Regions from separate parts of the Oryctolagus cuniculus genome. Here region 2 is linked to region 1. The links are chromatin contacts, called in public Hi-C maps. All regions are on one chromosome and are shown on one strand. Each heading gives the region's core, a stretch centred on a gene start, on an enhancer-like site or on the middle of the called end of the contact. The rest is flanking DNA. Distances are from core to core; before and after follow the strand shown.

The links. Hi-C and Micro-C count contacts between places; a contact is called where the count stands out from the background.
Region 2: a Hi-C map of an unstated tissue shows a contact between it and region 1, with 2.5 times the contacts expected there. The contact joins the enhancer-like site here to the promoter of OSR2 in region 1. A contact is called at or near these places in 2 of 6 Hi-C or Micro-C datasets (ear pinna and an unstated tissue).

The regions. Positions count from the first base shown.
Region 1 is chr6:124,480,801-124,486,463 of mOryCun1.1, forward strand. OSR2 (odd-skipped related transciption factor 2) reads left to right here and starts at 2,344. Exons shown (of 4, transcript XM_017341455.3): 1 at 2,344-2,814.
Region 2 is chr6:125,562,166-125,567,336 of mOryCun1.1, forward strand. It overlaps FBXO43 (F-box protein 43), which reads right to left. Exons shown (of 5, transcript XM_002710712.5): 4 at 2,768-2,971; 5 at 2,173-2,668. The coding sequence ends at 2,420. It also overlaps LOC108176523. Among named protein-coding and RNA genes, the nearest start is that of RGS22, 12 kb to the left of the region's middle. Within about 2 kb of position 1,281, at least 1 of the 8 cell types and tissues checked has an H3K27ac peak or open chromatin away from gene starts, as enhancers often do.

The DNA of each region.
Region 1 (5,663 bases), core at 1,094-3,593:
CACCCAGACCTCGCCGCCGGTGGGCCCGGCGGCCTCTCTTCCGCGCCGTGCGCTGTAGCCGGGCGGGAACCTGGCCGGTGAGCTGCTGGTTTGTGGGCCCCTGCAAGGCGTGCGCCGCTGACGCGAGAAGGGACGTGAAGTTCTCCGAGTCTGAGCTCGGAGAATCTCCAGGGCCGGCCCCGGGTGGGCGCGGAGGTGGCTGGGGTTGGGGGGGAGCCCCTAGCTCAGTGCGGCGCGGCGCTCCATCGGCAGGCGCTCGGCCGCTCCGGGCGCGCACCTGCGCCTCGTGGCCGCAGAGGCCAGAGGCCGCCGAGGCGCTGCCGGGCCACGCGGCTCTGCCCTACGTCGGCTTACGGATCCTTCCCTACCTTCGGAGCGAATGCGGCGGCGCTCGTGGCCGCCGTGGCCGGGCCTCCATTTTGGAACCTTGGAGGCTGGGGTGGGCGAGGTAAACGCGTGTCTGCAAAAAAAAAAAAAAAAAAAAAAGGAAGAAAGAAAGAAAAATCCGGTTCGGGAGGTTTGTGGAAAGAGGGCGCAGCTCGTGGGTGGTTGGAAGGTCGGGTGGTTCCGCACCCAACGTACACACGCGTAGGACGGGAAAGGTGTGAAGCCCGCCGCCGGCGAACTGCCTCCGCTGGGGTGGAGAGGAACTACGAGGAGTAGGAACGTGCTTCAGGTCACCACGCCGCCGAGGGTGCGTCCCGGGGACTCTGAAAGAAGAGAAAGTTCCCTCCAAAGCTCCCAAATTGAGAAAAGCTGCAGAAGGAATGAGGCGGTTGGAGAGAGGGGACCGCAGGCATCCCCGAAGCTGAGGCTCGGTACCGAGCGCTAAAATGAAAGCTCCCCTCTGGAACCCACCAGGGAAAACGGTTGTTTTGTTTTCAACTGCGAACTCTTAGCTACTTCCTTGCTATTTGTTAAATTTACCTTGAAGCAGCTAAGCACTGCACGCTCACTTTTTTTTTTTTTTTTACTCTTTCAGAAGTTGGAAAGAAAAGGAAGGAGGAAACTACTGTTCTTGAATTATAGTTAAGCAGAAGAACGAAAAAATCGATCCACCTCGGCATAAACAAGATAGAAAGAGTTTTATCTTACTAAAATAATACCTTGTAGGTTCTACCCGGCTCCCCAATCCGTGCATTCGCCTGTTGGCGGTGTTCAGCCTTCCACGTGCGTTTGTCCACTGCCCCACAGGATTGAGATGATTTTCAGAGCCCTCTGGGGAGGCTCATTCAAAGCCATCTTTTGGTGGAACCGGTTCAAAGTGCACGGCCTTTTGGGCAGGAAGACCCGCACCCCTGAGCGCTGGCTTGCCGTGGGCTGACGCCCAGTCCCCTCTGGCGACTCTTCTGGGACGAAAGGCGGTTTTTGTTTTTTTGTTTTTTGTTTTTGTTTTTGTTTTTGCAGAGCGTTACTCACGCACATCTTCTGCGAAAAGAGGCTGCTTAGAGCGGGTGCGTGCTGTTCTCTTTCTGTCACTCGGTCAGCCTATTCCAGAGGGGCCGAGGTGCGTTTTTGCAGTTCTACTCACGCTTGACCCAACGTTGGGGAGAACTTGAACAACCTATCACTGCACTTGAAATTCGGTTAACTTCCCTTCTCCAACGGTGAACTCAGTTTTCGCTGGGGATGAAGATGTATGCGTCTTGAGAAGCCAGGATCGTCTCTGTCAAAAGGTTCTCGAAGCTTGCTCACCCAACGCAGTTGGATTACTTAATTTTTTGCCAATGGGTTGCAGATGCCCACCCATTCTAACCAGGTTGGTTAACTGCGTATGAAATATACACGCGCTGATTAAAACTCAAATACTGGGAGAAATTTCTTCTGGTGCATTCCACATGTCTCTGTAGTAATTACGAAATTAGTCAATTGTCACCTTTATAAACAAACTTCATTTTGAAACCAGCGGGGGAAAGCAGACTACACATATCGTCATAATTGATCAAAAGCATGTCCAAGACTGTTTAAAATTGGGGGGAGGGTGCTAAGTGCCGGAGGATGTAATCTAGAACTGATTGCCTTTTACCCTGTGAAGAAGGTCGTGTTAAACGTGTTAAGATGTGGAAATGAAGCCAGGGCGCGCACAGAGTAAAACCACAAAATGCCCTTTGGGCTTCTCTGCGGGGTCTTCGCCTAGTTTCTAACACCGTAAGGCAAAGTGGCACCAAGAAGGAAGGGGGTGGGCGTTGTGTTTGTGCGTGAGTTTCGAACTGAGTCACCTTGGGCTCCATCTCTCTAACAGGGACACCTCAAGCAAACCTGTGCCTTTAAGACTCAGTTGCTATCCAAACACAAGTAAACAGAGTGGACCATTAGCGGGCGCCGGGCGCGGAGGCGGAGCCAGGGCGCAGTGGGCCCGGCTCGGCGGCGGGACGCCCGCCCGGAGGGGAGGCGGGGCCGCTACTAAAGCCCGGGACTCCCGGCCCGGGGCAGCCTGGGGTGGGACGCGGGCGGGGACGGAGCTCGGCGCGCTCGCTCCTGGAGGGGAATGGCCCTGCGAGGCTGCGGGCTCCGACCTCACCCGGAGTCGGCGGCGAGAGGCTCGCCTGGGCGCGGAGTTTCGGGGGAGTGCTGAGCGCCGGCCCCAGGCACCCCGCGTTTTTATACGTTCCGCGTACATTTCCGACGAAAACGAGGATCCACTCTCGCTTTCGCTGCCCGCCGTCCGTCCTCCAGATCATGTCCACGGCTCCCGGGACTCCGCCGGGAAGAAGAAGTTTGTCCGGCGTGGACCCGATGACCTTTCCAAGCCTTGCGCCTCGCAGCCGGGACCTGGTCTGAGAGGGGCTTCCCAGGCAGATTTTTCTGCCGGAGGTGAGTGTCTGCTCTGGGAAGGGTCTGCAACGGACCCCTGCGGCTCCCGGGAAGGAGGGAAGGGCTTGGGGTTTGCAGGGGGCGCTCAGGTTCTCGGTCTGGCGTTGCCGCAAGTTCAGACACTGTGGAAAGAAATCGTACGGATGAGATCCTGGGGCATTGTGCTCACTTCCTCGGATCCCTGGGAAGCGACTTCCAGCTAACACCCAAACCACACACACACACACACACACACACACACACACGTAGGTGCTATTTCTCTAGTTCTGTTTGGGGGACATTTAAGCAGGAAAGACTTACTTATAAAAGCCGATCGACTTTGGCTGAGATCAAACCCACAACCCCATGGAGTTTCTGTCCCCGCCCTAGGACACCCGAGTGGACCTGTCCCGGAACAGCAGCGGCAGCGCAGCGCGAGGGGCCTGGACGCGCCGTGCCCGCATGGCCCGCGCAGCTGCAGGCACGTTTCAAGGGGGAAATAGTTCAGTGTTAGGTTAATTCTCCAACCGCCTGCTGGCTTTCTGATTTTCCTTCCACTCTTCAGTCCCGGCGGAGGAGACAGAGGCAGACTCCGCAGGGGCTTAAAAACACTTGGCTCGCGACAAATAGCCACCGAAAAGGGAGTTGCGGTTGTAAGAACGAGGGAGGAAAAGGTGTTTGCGGAGGGAGCGCTGGCGGTGTCTCCATTACCTGTTAGTAGAAGACAAAAGAGGGCCGGGGCTCCCCGGAGCAAAGCGGCGCTGACGACTACTTTCTCTGCTAAAGGAACTACAGCCCTGAGCAGAACGAGAAAATTACTCACGCAGGGGCAGCGAGGGAACAGAGAGAAACAGAACCCAGATTCTGCGGAAGGCATCTTAATTTAATTAACTCCTCGGGAAGGCAGAGGCGCTGTGAAGGGGCAGGAACCTCCAGTCTGCAACCTCTCCCCTCTTGCCCCCCCCACCCCAATGATCTAAGATCGCCTTAGACTATTGCTTTTCCATCTACTTAAAATTCTATTGTGGTTTGGGCTGAATTTTGTAAGCCTACTGATCCATCAGCCACTTCTCTCAGGTACCCATGCACAAGTTTCAGCAGATGATCCCTGCCTGTGAATTATTTTTAGATAATTCAGTGTAATAACACCATTTCCAAAGAGGGAGACTCCTTATCAAGTTACCGTGCTACCTTTTACCTCCCATGGTTTGAAAGCTTCCCTGAACTGAAATTAGTATGTAGACATCTCCTGTGTTGACAGCCAGTGGATCTCACAAAACTCATGTCGGTGCCTGGAAATCCTTGTGAAGGAAGCTGATGACAGAAAAGTAGCCCCAGCCCCACCAACATGCTTTAAGTTCCCTTTCTTGCAAGATTAAGAGTAACCAGTGGTCCCAGGAATGGGATGGAGGAGCAGTGACGGGCAGGAGTGAGCGTCTGTTACCAGGAACCCAGGGTGGGAACTCCATGGCTCAACTGTGGACAAAACGAAAGTAGTTTAGATGTCTGCACTGACTGCAAACATCTTTGGACAGACATTTCCAGCAGCTAAACGGGCAGCATGTAAATCTAAACTCCCTAACTATGTATGGCCAAAGCATTGGGCCGCTGCTTAGGGCAGCTCTGTTTGTGAACGGGTTTCAGAAGGCACCCCTGGTTTGCTGTTTGTCCCTGAAGAAGCCATTAGCTCTGAAAAGTAAAGTTTACAATTCTGTGACATGCACTTTTGTGCCAACATGATGCGGAATTAGAATAGTTACTAACTTTTGTATCATGAACCGTTCAGGGGAAAAGGAAGGAACATGGCACTCAACTCTACTGGAGAATTAATGTTGTAACCTTTATGGCAAAGTTCACTCTGTGCCCTTGGAATCCCCACAAAATGTGGCAGCGATATCTATCAGTGGACAACACTCCCCCCTACACGCACACCCCAGTGCACACTTCCCGTGGTGAGAGTTGGGCTTCTGCCTCCAGTATTTATAAGAAATCTCGTCTGGGAATACACCCAAATAATAATTTCGGTTTCCTCTCTATGGGAGAGAGATTGCTTTTCAACACTAAGGGAAAATAATATTTTGAATTTCTGGAATATCCTCATTATGCAAAGAGAAGCAAATGAATGTGGAATTTATGGTTCTTAATCGGAGGAGAAATAATCAGATGGGTTACCAGCGATGTTAACAGAATCTTCTTTTCCTACCCCGCCAGGAGAGAGGGCTTGAGGGTTGCCGCTGAACACAAATGCATCATGATTTGTGGTGGGAAAGTTTCCTGCTAATGGGGGTTTACTGATTCGGTTGAATGGTCTGACTGAGACCCTCTGTTAACACACCTCTCATTAACTCCCAGCCTGAGCTCCCAGACCGCATACCACCGGGCAGAAGCGGTTCGTTAATAAATCCCTGTCTCCGAGTTGTTCCAAACGGAGGAGGAAGGTGTGGGCCCCACGGAGACAGCCAGATTCGGTCTTGCCAGCGCGCGGTGTCATTAGCGCAGCCCCCTCGAACTACCCTCCTGTACAGCCACGGGCCACACCTCACAACGATTGGAGAAGAGAATTCAGGCGCAGTAAGGGTTGGCTGGGGAAGGGAGGCTGCGTAAGGCCTCCTACCTTTCTGTCGGGTTCGAAGGCGCCACAGACAGGCCCGCCTGCGCTCACCCGGGGTAGATCGAAGCTCTGAGTCCCTGGGAGGCCACCTGCGGGGGAGGGGGGAAGGCCCAGGACCCCAAAGCCGGCTGAACTCACTTCTGAAGGGCGGGAGACTGTGGCCCACGGTGAAGGCAGGTGAGGAGCCCGTGTGTTTCCATTGGGGGCGCAGGGAGCTCCCTGCGTGCGCTCAGGCCGCAGACCTCAGGGACACCTTCCC
Region 2 (5,171 bases), core at 31-2,530, 1.1 Mb after region 1:
CACACCCCCACACGTTAGCTCTTTGAAAAACAGATAAGGGTAATTGAAAGTCCCTATGCCACCAGCTGAAAAAGGAAATAAAACTGAGATTGGCATAGAAGTTGTTTTCATGGGGACAATCAATAATGATTTCAGCCATTCGTGCACATTGTGCATATTATATCATGTGCCAAGGCCCTGTGCTACAGGAGCTAGTAGAAAACAGTTCTGGGGTCGGCACTGTGGCATAGTAGGTAAAGCCATCATCTTCAGGGCCAGCATCCCATGTGGGTGCTGGTTCGAGTCCCGGCTGCTCCTCTTCCAATCCAGCTCTCTGCTATGGCCTGGGAAAGAAGTGGAAGATGACCCAAGTCCTTGGACCCCTGCACCCACATGGGAGACCTGGAAGAAGCTCCTGGGTCCTGGCTTTGGATAGGCTCAGCTCCGGCCCTTGTGGCCATTTTGGGGAATGAACAATAGGATGGAAGACTTCTCTCTCTCTGCCTTTGCCTCTCTGTAACTCTGCCTGTCAAACAAATAAACAAATCTTAAAAAAAAAAAAAAAAAAAAAAAAAAAAAAAAAAAAAAAAGGTAAAAAGAAAATCGTTCTGCCTTTAGGAGTTTGCTTCATGGTGGAAGATAAGAACTTAATGCAAACCAAGGCTTGCCAGAGATACCATAAGGAAGGTATAAATAAACACAAGACCCAGAGAAGGTGGAAATTCTGCCTTGTTGGAGAGTTCAGAAAATGATTCAAGCTAACAAACAAGATTAGCTAGATTTTGTGGGACTTGAATACGGCAAGAGAAGAAGGAAGTGGGAGAAATCCCATGCAGAGTTTAGAAAACAGCAAGGAGAATAGTTTGGCTGTAACAAAGCATACAGAGGGGAGTGGTGAGAGAGACTGATAGGGCCATTAAGAGATCCTAAAACCTGATATATTTTTCGGAAGCAACTGCAGTCAGAACTGCATAGTAGTACCAAGAGCCTGGCAGTGGATCTCTAGGAAACATTTAAATGGGGAGACGTGAGAAGCAAGGAAACCAGCTGGGAGGCAGTCACAGTGATCTCAGGAGGCTGTGCCTAGGACTTCAACAGAGTGTCACCTCTCTGCAGGAACCGAATTGCCCAGGGGAAATCCTCGGTGGGAGGATGACTCCATTCATAACCGCCACGAATCCAAGGCTCCTTCAACTGACCTGGCTCTGCAGCCCGGGAGGAGGCAGCCAGGAGCGCAGGGCCACTGCCAAGTAAACACAGATTGCCCAAGTACCAACCAGGGCCTGCCCGCAGGGCGTTCTGTGAGAAGGCATCTGGGAAAACGGTACATGCTTGCAAGCCAGATGGAGTATTTTCATTAGCACTGAGTAATAGCTATTAGCAAAACTTTATCCCATATACACTTTAAAAATTAAGTCAAGCAACATTTCCCCTCTTTGGCAATGTCGCAGCACATCAAGGTCAAACACGTACAAGCTAAATTTACTTTTTTGAAGAAAAGCCAAAACAACCATAAATGAGTCTTTGGTGCCCCCTTGTGGAATGTTGAGTGCAACCTTTGAAGTCTTTACACGCCTCCATTCAGAAATAATAGTGTGTATTTCCTTCTTTTAAAACCTTTATTTTGAGCTAAAATAAAACAAATCCACAATAAATAAATTTATTTGAATCTAGAATGTTACAGATTAAATTTTAGATATGTTTAGTAAATTTTTGTTATAAATGTATAATACTGCTTTGTGCTATAAATTAAGCAAAGATAATGGAAAAACTCAGGAGAGGTGAACTTCATCTGAGTCTCCTACAAATAACTTATTTTTTGAAATACTTACTTGAAAAGTATGACTTATGCTTATTAACTAAGACCCCCATTAGGAATAACTACATGTGCCACATAGTTTATCTTTTGTGTCGTCTTAGTTTTCAATGTTAAGTAAATTTTACTTAACCAGGAGTCTACCCAAATATGTGAAGACAAGGATCGAAATTATGGAGTGATTTTAATGGGACTTATGAATTCATTCTATTTATGCTTAATCTCAGTCAAGTATTCATCTCCCAAATCCATAAGGCTAAGGTCTCAAAATTTTTAATGTTATTTAGAATATCATTTTCATGATTGAAACACATTTCAGCACATAATGATGAAATGCACAAGTTCAACATGTTACATGAAACAATGAAATACATACATTTGACAACACTGAAAAGTCTTTATTTAAAATACCAAGATGTTAAAATAAATAAAAACGATTTAGTCAAATAAAAAAATTGTAAAACTTAATGATTTAAAATATACAATGACATGGATTAGAATATATACAAAACAGGAAGGAAATCATCATCTGTTATTAATGGGAGGATTGGCATGTGTTTAAAATAGTCATAATTTCAAGTAAGAAATGCATCAGGGGGAGTGCTTCTTTTCCACTTAGTCTCTTTAGAGGCGTTTTAAATTCCGCTTACTCTGGGCACTTCCTGGGACAGCGTCTTTTCTACTTCTTGCCTTTGTTGTTCCTCTACTACATTCTTCAGACCCATGATAAGCACACAGACACAACACACAAAAGTCAAAACCACAGGCCATGCGGCTACACAGCCCCCTTTTCTTATACGGCTGGTACTTAGCAGGGGACTGGCACCGTGGGCAAGGTTTTAATGCTTCGTCAATAAAAAGTGTTTTGGCAACCTGCGGTAAAAGCACACACACTAAATGCTCCGGGCTCACAGGTAGAGGCACTTTATTTCTGTCAATGTTTACTTCTGATAACTTAGGACAAATACTCACCTTAACATATTCCTCCTGCTTACTACTGGTGTGAACAACGGAGGAGCTTGCTATGGGTGTCAAGACTTCTCCCCAAGGAGACAATGTTGGAACTTGCTCTTGCTGAGAACCGGGAGTCCTAGCCTGTGCTTGCACTGATCTTAAAGCTGAGCGGTTTACAAGATGAAGCCGCGTGGCAGCATCCTCCACATTTAACACAGCCCCCTGTGGTAGAAGTCGAGAGTCAACACTGGAACATCAAAACATTCCAGAATGGCTTTGCAGTGCACATAGATTGAAGTGGAAACGATTTTATATCACCAGAATTTTCTCCTTTGACTATTCCTTTTTAGAAAAACAAAGCCAAAAACATTTTCTCACCAAACATGAAAAAGTCTAAGAAATATAAAAATAAAAAAATTAAAACTATAAATTCTAGCTTTACGTTTGCATGATCAGTATTTCTCCATTTATTTCAAGGCTTGGTTCAGCAAACTTTTCCTGAAAAGGGCCCAAGGTAAGTGTTCTGGATTTTTCAGGCCATATAGCTACGCTATTCAACTTTTGCAGTTAGAGAGAAAACAGCTATAGACAAAGCATAAAATAAGGAGTGAGGATGTGTTCCAATAAAATTTACTTTAAAAACATGGATGATATCAAAAAGATTTCTGTGCTTGCCTGTTTACTGCTGCACTATTCAAATTAGGCAAGAAAGGGGATCAACGTAGGTACCATTGACACATGAATGAATAAAAAATAAGTGTATGTATACACACACACACACAGTGGAATACTATTCAGTCATGAAAAAGAATGGCATTTTGTTGTCTGCAGCAACCTGGATGGAACTGGAGGACATTACGTAAGTCAGGTATAGAAGGACAATTCCTGTGTGATGTCACTTACACGTGGAAGCTAAGGAGTTAATCTTATAGAAGCGGAGCACAGAGCAGTGGTTCCCAGGGTCTGGGGAGTGTGTGGAGGACCAGGGATGAAGAGAGGATGGTTAACAGATGCAGGGGCACAGCTGGAGGGGAGGAGTAACGTCCAGTGTTCTAGAAAGCACAGTAGGATAACCATGGTTGACAACAATGAAGAAAGTATTTCAGCACAGCTGGTAGGAGATGGTGAGTGCGCCTAAAACACACAGAAACACGACAACCATCCAAGGGGCCTACACATGTACTGAACTGTCACAACGTGCCTGATGAATATGTACAACTGCCATGTGTCAATTCAAAACAGAAATGTGTATTTTTAAAAACCCATAGGCAATGGACAGGATCTAGCCCACAGAGCAGTCTGTATCCCCTATTTTTTTTTTTTTTTTTTTTGACAGGCAGAGTGGACAGTGAGACAGAGAGAGAGACAGAGAGAAAGGTGGTCTTCCTTTGCCATTGGTTCACCCTCCAATGGCCGCCGCGGCCGGCGCACCGCGCTGATCGATGGCAGGAGCCAGGTACTTCTCCTGGTCTCCCATGGGGTGCAGGGCCCAAGCACTTGGGCCATCCTCCACTGTACTCCCTGGCCACAGCAGAGAGCTGGCCTGGAAGGGGGGCAACCGGGACAGACTCCGGCGCCCCGACCGGGACTAGAACCCGGTGTGCCGGCGCTGCAAGGCAGAGGATTAGCCTAGTGAGCCGCGGCACCGGCCTGTATCCCCTGTCTTAAAGCAGGGTCTAAGAAGAGGGGAGTCTTTACTGCAGCCTATCGTGGAATTCTTTGAAGCTTTCTCACCTTATGGACATGTCAGAGAACTAGGGGATTGCTTAGATGGTGAAACCCAATGCCTTGGGCTTATTTTTGCAAATAACCTGGTGGTAATTCATTTGAACAGCTTTGCTATTTGAAAAGGAAAAAGAAAAAAAAAACCTCTCACCTGTCCTACATTCATACAGTACTAATATTCAGTCAAGAAATGTGTTTATTAGGAGCTGGCACTGTGGTACAGCAGGTCAGGCCGCTGCTGTGACAGCAGCATCTCATATCCCAGTGCCTGTTCCAGTCCCAGGTGCTCTGTTTGCCATCCAGCTTCCTGCTAATGTGCTTGGGAAGGCAGCAGATGATGGTCCAAGTCCCTGGGTCCCTGCCACCCATGTGGGAAACCAGGATGGAGTTCCTGGCTCCTTACTTGGGCCTGGCCCAGCCCTGGTTGTTGCAGTCATTTTAAGGAGCAAACCAATGGATGGAAGTCCTCCCCCCGCCCCACCCCTGTGCCTTTCAAATAAGTAAATAAAAACACATTTTTTAAAAAAAGAAATGTTAATTATCTTGACTGGATAATGATCTCACAATTTACATGTTTATCAGAACAACATGTTATACACACCTTAAGTATATCTGATTTTCATCAATTATACCTTAATAAAGCAGGAAATATTTACATAATTAAAAAGATAAAGAAGGGCTGGTGCTATGGCCTGCA